Regions from separate parts of the Mus musculus genome. Here region 1 is linked to region 2. Evidence: chromatin contacts called from public Hi-C data. All regions are on one chromosome and are shown on one strand. Each heading gives the region's core, a stretch centred on a gene start, on an enhancer-like site or on the middle of the called end of the contact. The rest is flanking DNA. Distances are from core to core; before and after follow the strand shown. Region 1 has its middle 22 kb from the start of A530076I17Rik. Region 2 holds the start of Gnpnat1 (glucosamine-phosphate N-acetyltransferase 1).

The links. Hi-C and Micro-C count contacts between places; a contact is called where the count stands out from the background.
Region 1: a contact with region 2 is called in a Hi-C map of cortical neurons, with 2.2 times the contacts expected there. The contact joins the enhancer-like site here to the promoter of Gnpnat1 in region 2. A contact is called at or near these places in 1 of 15 datasets of contacts at CTCF or cohesin (the NIH/3T3 cell line), 2 of 484 Hi-C or Micro-C datasets (cortical neurons and nephron progenitors), 6 of 115 datasets of contacts at active chromatin or transcription factors (embryonic forebrain, embryonic hindbrain, embryonic limb bud and 3 more) and 2 of 9 other capture datasets (adipose tissue and liver).

The regions. Positions count from the first base shown.
Region 1 is chr14:45,688,073-45,692,667 of GRCm38.p6, reverse strand. No RefSeq gene overlaps it. Among named protein-coding and RNA genes, the nearest start is that of A530076I17Rik, 22 kb to the right of the region's middle. Within about 2 kb of position 1,782, at least 145 of the 459 cell types and tissues checked have an H3K27ac peak or open chromatin away from gene starts, as enhancers often do. A contact at or near this core is called in adipose tissue, cortical neurons, embryonic forebrain and 4 more, where this site is marked.
Region 2 is chr14:45,386,778-45,391,246 of GRCm38.p6, reverse strand. Gnpnat1 (glucosamine-phosphate N-acetyltransferase 1) reads left to right here and starts at 2,451. Exons shown (of 6, transcript NM_019425.2): 1 at 2,451-2,499.

The DNA.
Region 1 (4,595 bases), core at 533-3,032, 300 kb before region 2:
GGACATCCAACTGTCAGGCATTGCTTTCCTTTATCCTTCATTATCTGTTCAGGACTCTCCCTGGACAAGAGATTCTAGCCTCTACGTTGGAGAAAACTGCCATGTTCCCTTCATGTGACAGCTTACTCTCTTCCATTTAACTATCTCCAAGATTTCATCTAACCCCCTGCTTTCTTGCTTTGAGACCTGATGCTCTACGAGACCTGATGCTCTACGACGAATGTCTTCACTTGGTGATACCTCTTTCCATATGTTTCTGCACTTTCTCTAGGAATGATGCTTTTGACAGAAAAGCCCCCAAAGCATCATGATTCCCGCTGCAGCGATCCTCTGTAACCTCGGGGCCTTAGTTCTTCTCACTGCTCGTGAAGGAGGCACCTGCCTTTGCTGGAAAGACTAAAGTGGCTTTGACGTGACTAAGGCAATTCCCCCTCCCGTTCTGGCAGAATCTTGCCTGGGCAGTTCTCAGCCTCTATAGCCAAGTCCCCACAACACTCACTTCTGTCTTGGTAACATGTTTGAGATTCCCATGGCCTTGATCATGTTGTTAACCAAAATAATCAGCAAGTCATGTCTAAAATAACTCTTATGCTCTGCCAGAAATGAGCATTTCAGAGGGTTTACTTTGACCCTTATCTAACTGATGTATCTTGGGGTTTTGCCTTTAAAAACTCTGTATCTCTGAGCTTAGGTACCAAGATGACTTTTCTAAAGCTCACGCCTCCTCTTGGTCTGGCCATCTATAAAAAGGGCTTAAAACTTCTTTAGTTGGTTTAATCAGCATAGTTGACCGAAACTCTGTTATGTGGATCACAACATTGGAGGCCACAATGAGATTCCCCCATGTCCTGTGGGACTCAGCCTCACCCCTGCCCTGCCAGAGAGAGGTCACAGGGGAGATACCCCGACGAATGTTCCAGAGCCCAGTTCTTCTCACTGAGTCCTGAGAGGTCTAGAGTGACTGCCATGTTCCCAGCACCAAAACAGAATCCTACTCACACTCTTAGGATGAGTCTATGTACTGAATTCAGTTCTGGTTCTGGTTGCAGAGGATGAGGCTCATGGGAACTTTCTGGATAAATGAGGTAGGACTTAAGGGGAGTCGAGTCGTCTTCTCTTTGCCCTCCTCTACTTTTTCTTCTCCTCCTTCTTCTGACTAAGAGGGATGGATAGTCAAGGCTCTTTTCCTGGTTTAGGTAGAAAAATTCTAAAGAGAACTTCTCCAGTTCTCCATACTAAGTTGGGACGCCAGGAGTGGGGGACTTTTTATCCTGGTTTAGCCTCTCATGAGAGATTCTATTTTACTTGAATGAATAACCAGCCATTTATTCATGGGTGAGTGATTGAATGTTGTCAGACAAGTTTGACTCACAGAGTTGTTTAATTGATTTCTTGATTTTGCTATTGGTGTTTCTGTTTTGTTTCGTCTCCCCTCCCCTCCCCCGCCCCCAGAAAGGAGTTGCCTCTTCTCCCCCATTCCTCACCAACCCCCAAAGGGCGCTGACGCTGATTAAAATTCTGCTTGATTTTCCAGATGCTGCCAGTAGGTGGCAACCTCTGCCGGTTTTAGCTGTTTTAGCTGTTTTAGCCGTTTTAGTCTTTTTTGTTTGTTTGTTTGCAAAGACTGTCAGCTTTCTTCTCCGGGATAAGAAACCGCCAGTCAAACCCATCAGGTCCTGGAGCTACACACTCCTGGCCCAGGGCTCCACAGTACGGGGTCCTGGGACGACCGTCAGTCTGGGCCCGCTTCACCTAGCAAAGACTGGCTCAGCCTCATCCTGGATGCAACAGCTCCTCCTTCTTCCGGTCAGAAAAAGGACCTGCCAAAGCTAGGGAGTCTGGAAGGGGATGGTGGAGAGGGATTGCTCGCTGATCTGCACAGAGCTAAACTGCAGTGGCACTGCTGGGTACTGGAAGGTAGAGGAAGGCAGTTAGAGGCTGCTTCACCTACAGGGAGTCCAGCGCTGCTGGGCTACCTGTCCCAGGCCTCCTGCTGCCAATGTCTCCAGTCCTCTAGACTCTCAGTCTCCTAGCCAAGAAGCAAGTACACGACTCCAGGGGGCAGTGGGGACATCTCAGTCTCTGGATTCCTGGGTTTGCTGAAAAAGCCCAGACCTTTTATTCTTTCCCTCTGGAGAGACCAGCCTTTGAAACAGAGGAACAAGCCTTCTGAGAACTAACACAGATTGTAACCCAAGTCCCAGATTTAGTTACCAGGTATCCCTAAACCATTCCACCTTTTCACCCATGAGACTCAGAGCATTGCAAAATGTATTTTATCTCAGACCTAGCCAAAGCCTGTAATATATCTATCCAAGCATCTGGACACAGTGGCTGCCAGTTAATCGTCCTGTTCGGGTGCCTTAACCACAACTACTATACAAGTAAGGAAAGCTAATAAGCTCCCTGCTAATAAGCTCCCTGCGTCCAGAACCTGACTTGCAAAGCTCCCCACGCTATGGAAGCCCTCCTAAGAGTGACAAATGGCCAGTGTTTTAGTCATGGTTCTACTGCTATGACGAGACACCATGACCATAGCAACTCTTATAAAAGGAAGCACTTAATTGGCCTTGCTTATAGAAAGATTAGACTAACCTTTAAGAGGATTGATTAGTCTATTATCATCATGGGAGGAACATGGCAGCAAAGACAGGCATGGCACTGGAACAGTAGCTGGAAACTATAACCTAAAAACACAGGCAGACAGGCAGAGAGAGAGAAAGAGACCGGCTCTAATGTGGACTTTTAAAACCTCAAAGCCCACACCTTCTCCAGCAAGGCCACACCTCCCCCAACAAGGCCACATCTCCTAATCTTGCTCAAATAGTCTAAGTCTAACAAATGACTAAGCATTCAAATGTATGAACCTTTGGGGGTCATATATTCCCATTAAAATAACCACAGTTGGTAGATGTCAAAGGCTCACATCACTCAATATCAGTCTGTTGCTTGATTGGTCCTATTTCATTTTGTTGCTGTACTGAGTCTCAACCCTGTGCCATTGCTGCCTGATGGCAACCCTGAGGCCCCCTTCATGACTGTTAGGACTTACTGGACATATCTCAGGCCAGTTAGCCAGACCTCCTGGAGACTCCCATACCTAAGGCCTACTGACTATTGATTTAAAAGGGAGTGCTGCTAAAAGGGACCCTATTATTGAAGAGATTACTAATTGGTCTCTTTTAAAGTGTTTCCAGTCTCTCCTACAGGCCCAGGCTGCAGTCCATTCTAGGGTTCAAGATGCCTTTCTGGATCTCTCCTTAGTGCCTCATCATTCATTCTTCCCAAGAGGCCAAGTGTACTTTAAGAAATTCCAGGAAGGGTGACTGAAGAGACAGCTCAACAGTTAAGGGCACTGACTGCCCTTGCAGAGATCCTGAGTTCAATTCTCAGCAACCACATGGTGGTTCATGGTGTGTCTGGTGTGTCTGAAGAGAGTGACAGTGTATTCTCATACAAAAATAAATAGAAGAAGGAGGAGGAGGAGAAGGAGAAGGAAGAAGAAGAAGAAGAAGAAGAAGAAGAAGAAGAAGAAGAAGAAGAAGAAGAAGAAGGAGGAGGAGGAGGAGGAGGAGGAGGAGGAGGAGGAGGAGGAGGAGGAGGAGGAGGAGGAGGAGGAGGAGGAGGAGGAGGAGGAGGAGAAGGAGAAGGAAGAAGAAGAAGAAGAAGAAGAAGAAGAAGAAGAAGAAGAAGAAGAAGAAGAAGAAGCAGGAGGAGGAGGAGGAGGAGGAGGAGGAGGAGGAGAAGGAGAAGGAAGAAGAAGAAGAAGAAGAAGAAGAAGAAGAAGAAGAAGAAGAAGAAGAAGAAGAAGAAGAAGAAGAAGAAGAAGAAGAAGAAGAAGAAGAAGAAGAAGAAGAAGATAGTAGTAGTTCCAGAAAAATGTACTGACATCTGCCTGCCTGGAAAGGACTTCACGCTGTCATCCTGACATCAGCTGCAACCAAGGTTGATGGATATCTGCCTGGATTCACCGCTCCCTTGCCAAGCCTGTTCCAGACCAGGACCAGAAATGAACCCTCTTACCTGAACCAGATCCATTCAGGCTGAGACTCTTTCACAATAGGACTCCTGTTTGGTTATATACCCCCTTTTCCTGCCTCTTGTAATCCTTGTCTCACGGTTACTCTTAAGTCAGAGACTTATTTCGCTCCCACGGGATCTTGGCTTGCCTGTACCATGGGTCTCATGTGCTGTGTGGCCTTGGGACATCTGTATTATAATCCAGCCATGTGTGTGGTTGGCCCTGCACTCCCCCAGGTGATTGCTGATTCAGGACCACCTCTTATTCCTGTTGTGCTGCCCCAGCTGTACAGGAGAACTGTCTCTCCCTCCATTCCAATGAAGTAAATTGCCCCTTAAATTTCATCAAACAAAGAATTGCCTCCATTTGGGTAATGCCTCTCAGGACCCAGTACTTACTTACCCCTAGACAAGATCCAAGATTTGAAAATCACTAAAGAAACGAGAGAGTGGAATGACTGTTATACCATCCCGTTCAGCCTCTGTTTGGTGTTTGTTTAGATCTTGGCCCCTATACCTTCCTCTTCACAACATTTATATCTGCCTTGACAACACATTTGAGATTTCTGTGGCCT
Region 2 (4,469 bases), core at 1,202-3,701:
AAGGTCTTGCTAAGGACGAACTAGGACTGTTGGAACACTGGTGGAAGGCTTAAGCCATGTCAGAATTCAATTTTAAAAAGCACTTATAATAGGAAAATACTGAAAGAGAGCACGTGGATCCATACACTAGACTAACGCAGGAATGGAACGCGGGAATGAAAAATTACTGTATGGGTAGGGAATGCTAGACTCCAGGAGAAGAGCTTCCTTGAAACTCTTTTGCCTCATGAGTGACTTTTAAGCCTTTCGGCTTGTCCAGTTGACTCGACCGGAGAGCGTAGCACCTTAGCAAATATGTTATCCCAACACTACAACGCTTGATATGCAGAGGGCACAACACGTGGTCAGCGGGTGAATGGCTGCACTGATGTGGGGAGATATCCACCATATAAATTCAGAATACAGTTCACATGTATTGTGCTGCCCTGAGTGAAAGGAGAGACAGGGGATTGTAAAAGACGTAGCGGTGCTCACTAACTATGCCCTGTTCCAGTTAGCTAGCAGTTTTAGGCAAGGCTGTGTTTACTAATTGGCCAGTCATTGTGAGTGGAACATCAGCCTGAGTTAATCGGTAAAGGTCTACCTGTGATTTTCTAGTCTCTTTTCATTAAAGATATGATTTATTTCAGAGTATAGTATTTTTGTGACAGGGTGGTCTGGGCCCCTATGAGATTGCATCGAGTAATTACGCTGCCATTTCTGAGTAAGACATGCAGTTAACTAACAGGTTTTGTTGCACTGGAATTTGGGTAGATGTTCCTCATTTCACCATACTGTAGTTTATTCCTTCTACACACACATACATGTACACAAACTAGCATCTTAAGCACATATTACAGGCCAGGATACATGTTGAATGTTTTATTTGTATTGCTTTATTAGACCGTCACAGTGTCAGATTAGGTACCAGATACCACCAAAGATTAGGAAGCTGTGTCACAAATGTTCAAAGCCACAAGTAAAATGGAAGCACAGCAAAGGAAATTCACATAATCCGAAGACATTTCTACCAAGCTGTTAACATAATGTTAATTCTACAGGCGAAGCCATGGGGACACATGACTTTTTATTCTGTATTTCTCTGATGCTGCAAGTTTTAAAATAAGCAAAATAATGTAGTAAGACATTAAAAAACAAATATTTTGGCTGGCGGGATGGCTCAGTGGGTAAGAGCACCCGACTGCTCTTCCAAAGGTCCAGAGTTCAAATCCCAGCAACCACATGGTGGCTCACAACCATCTGTAACAAGAACTGACTCCCTCTTCTGGTGTGTCTGAGGACAGCTACAGTGTACTTACATATAATAAATAAATCTTTAAAAAAAACAAATATTTTAATGAGTTCAGAGATGGAAGTGGTATACGTCTTGGTATATTCAAGACATTTCTTCCTCCTCCCCTATCTATCTATCTATCTATCTATCTATCTATCTATCTATCTATCTAGTGACAGCATTTCTCTACATATTCGGGGCTGTATTTGATCTAATTGTGTAGAACTGTCTTGAACTCACAGAGATGCACAAAGCCTCTGGTCTCTAGTGCTGGAATTAAAGGCATGCACCAAGTACTACACACACACACACACACACACACACACACACTCGCTGTGTGTGTGTGTGTGTGAATGTATGTATGTATGTATGTATATCTCCAAATCTCTGCTTCCTCACTTGTCAGATGACACTAAATGACACTTAAGAGAGAGACACTGGAGGTAGGAACCTTCCCAGGACTGAGATTACAGAACAAGCACAGTATTTGCTGTATACTGTAAGATGCTTTCAGGGCCCTGGCCTCTACCCCACTCTTCACTGCCTGGAGAACGTAGCCACTTCTTGCCCAGAGTAAGCTGAAATGTTCCGGGTGTCATAGGAAGCAAAGGGCTGCAGTGGAAAGCTCAAGAGAGCTCAAGGGTGAGTGGTTCCAGCTCAGTTTCTAGAAGACAGAAGCCCAGCCTTGTCTCAGACATTTGACAATCAGGAGATGTAATCACCAGTCCTGTTAATGGACTGCATGCAAGTGAGGGAGGGGGACGATGGGACTGACAGGGTAGGAGCCTTAGGGCTCGGAGAATGAAAGGAACCCACACCGGTCATCGCGGTAGGCTGCTTATACTCCTATGGCTTTATTTTCAGATAAGGTGTGAGAGCGACGGTGGTACTCTCGTGCAGTGAGCGAAAGGCAAGTCTGGAAGGTAAACTGATGACGCAAGCTTTGCCCCTGGTCTTTGCCCCACGCCCCGCCCCGCCCCGCCCCGCCTCGCCTCCGGAGCCCAGGAGTGGTGTGCGTGGCCGTGCCTCCGCGTGCGCAGCGGTGCGTGAGGGCGGGGCAGGGCAGAGGCGTTGGTCCGGCCACGTTTGGCCTGGCGGTTCCGGCTGCGGCGCGTGGGGGCGCACGGGGGGCGGGGCTGGAGCTGCAGCCGGATCCGGATGCGGCGGCGCTTTGACCCGCAGGGAGACTGACGCGCCGGGACTGGAGCGTGGTCCGCTCCAGTGCGGTGAGGCGGCCTGGGGCTGGGACGCGAGGGCTGGCGGGCTTGGGACCGCAGAGGCTGAGACGCCCTGCCCGGGAGCCGGGCGGCAAAGCTTGATGCCCGGCAGTCTGGCCGGGCAGGGTCTTGGAGGGCCTAGGAGTGTCCGTGGCGTGGGAATGGGGGACGGTCCTCACCTTTTCTGCCGCCGTCCCTATGAAAGGGCGCGAACCCTCGGTTCCCTTTTACGGGTGTAGCGGTCAGAGCCGCTGAAGACAAGCACCGGCTCTGAAGAGCCCCAGCTGCGCAGACTGTATGAAACCTGGGGTGGGGGAACCTAGAACTTGAACCTCTAGAAACACCAACTGTGTGGTTTCTATTATGTGTTAGAGCTAATGTTTATGTAAGGCAAGCATAAAATTTGTTCCTGTAAAAAAATAAATGGGGGTTTGTTTGGGATTAATTAATCCAAGAGTAGGTCTCAGGAAATGGATTCATTAAGGTAGGAATTGTATGATTCAAACAGATTCCATGATGCAAAGATTGTCATCTGTTGACTTTCCTGCAGTAATGCTCTATGGGAAAATGAGAGGATCCTCATTCCAGGCCACTCATTTGTTGATGAGTGTTAACTAACCTTAGGGCTAGTCTTGGAAACTCGGTGCTCCCAACTGTGCAACTAGACTTGGGGCTAATCAGATCGTGTAGATTAAGTACACTAACGGGAAAGACTTCTTGCTTCATGAAATACTACCTTTCATGAAGATACTCGGAGCTGTCTACTTATCTGTCTGTCTACCTGTAACCTATCACAGCGAGTTTGATTTGGCTGCAGATCATGTTTAGAAATGTGTGAATCCTGGTCTTCAATCTTCCTACTTGTTGCTCCGCTGTTTTTCAGGAAGCAGCCGCTCCCCATCTATATCCAGACTCATTCAGAGGCTGGGAAACCAAACTTGAAGTTGGGTGTATGTCTTTTGTCTTCTCACTTGTGGCCATGTGGCAATCTTTTTTTCTACATGACTTTCTGAAATGTGATTTCTAGATAATACCTTACGTCATTCATTATTCATTGACTAGAGGTTCACTGGACTAGGGCTTAGGCAATACTCAAGCATTGTAAACAAATGCTAATTTAGAAGTTAAACCCTACTGGGTAGAGGGGGAGGGGCTTTTAGTTAGAGTTTACAACCAAACTTAGAGAGGAAGTTAGGTGGTGACCTTTAAGTGCTACAGAATGAAGGCTTCTTGTAGTTTTGTTTTGATAAAACAGCCTGTGTAGCAGGGGCTAGCCTTGAACTTGGGTGGGGGGGGGAGTAGTAGAGAGGGGTACCTTAGAACCAGCTTTTTAAAAAAATCTCCATGTTTAATCAACTCCAATAATTAGTTTTAAAGTGTGTGTGTGTTTGAGATAGGTGTGACTGGGTAGCCTGCTGTCCTTGAGTCCCACACAGTCCATGCTTCAGCCTCCCTAGCACTGAATCCAGGTCTTTGCCACCTCACCTGAATTTTTATTAGATTGTAATTAGGCATGACCTCTGTCAGCATCATAAACTGTGTCTTTATGACTAGGAAGAAAGGCTTTTTTTTCCTTTGGATTTTATAAATCTCATTTAAAAAGAGGTTTGGCTCTCATCAGATCCTTTGTGTTTAACCAGACCAATGCCTGTCCTCATCTAGTTAGTAATGAACGCTAGAAACTGATGGAATGTTGCTGTCCAGTATGGTGTGGGACACACCTGTAATCAGCCTGGGGAATATGGAAACAGGAGAACCAAGAGTTAGAGGGAGGCTGGAGAGGTTGGCTGAGAGAGTAAATCATTTGCAGTGCAAGACTGAGAACCAGAAATCTGATTCCCAGAGCGCACGTAAAGAAAATAGGGTGGGCTTAGTAGCCCACCTGTAATGGTGTCATCAGGAGACAGAGAAGTCCTTTGAGTAAACTGACTATTCTCACCAACCTAAAAACTGAGTCGTGGGTTTGGAGAGAGATTGAA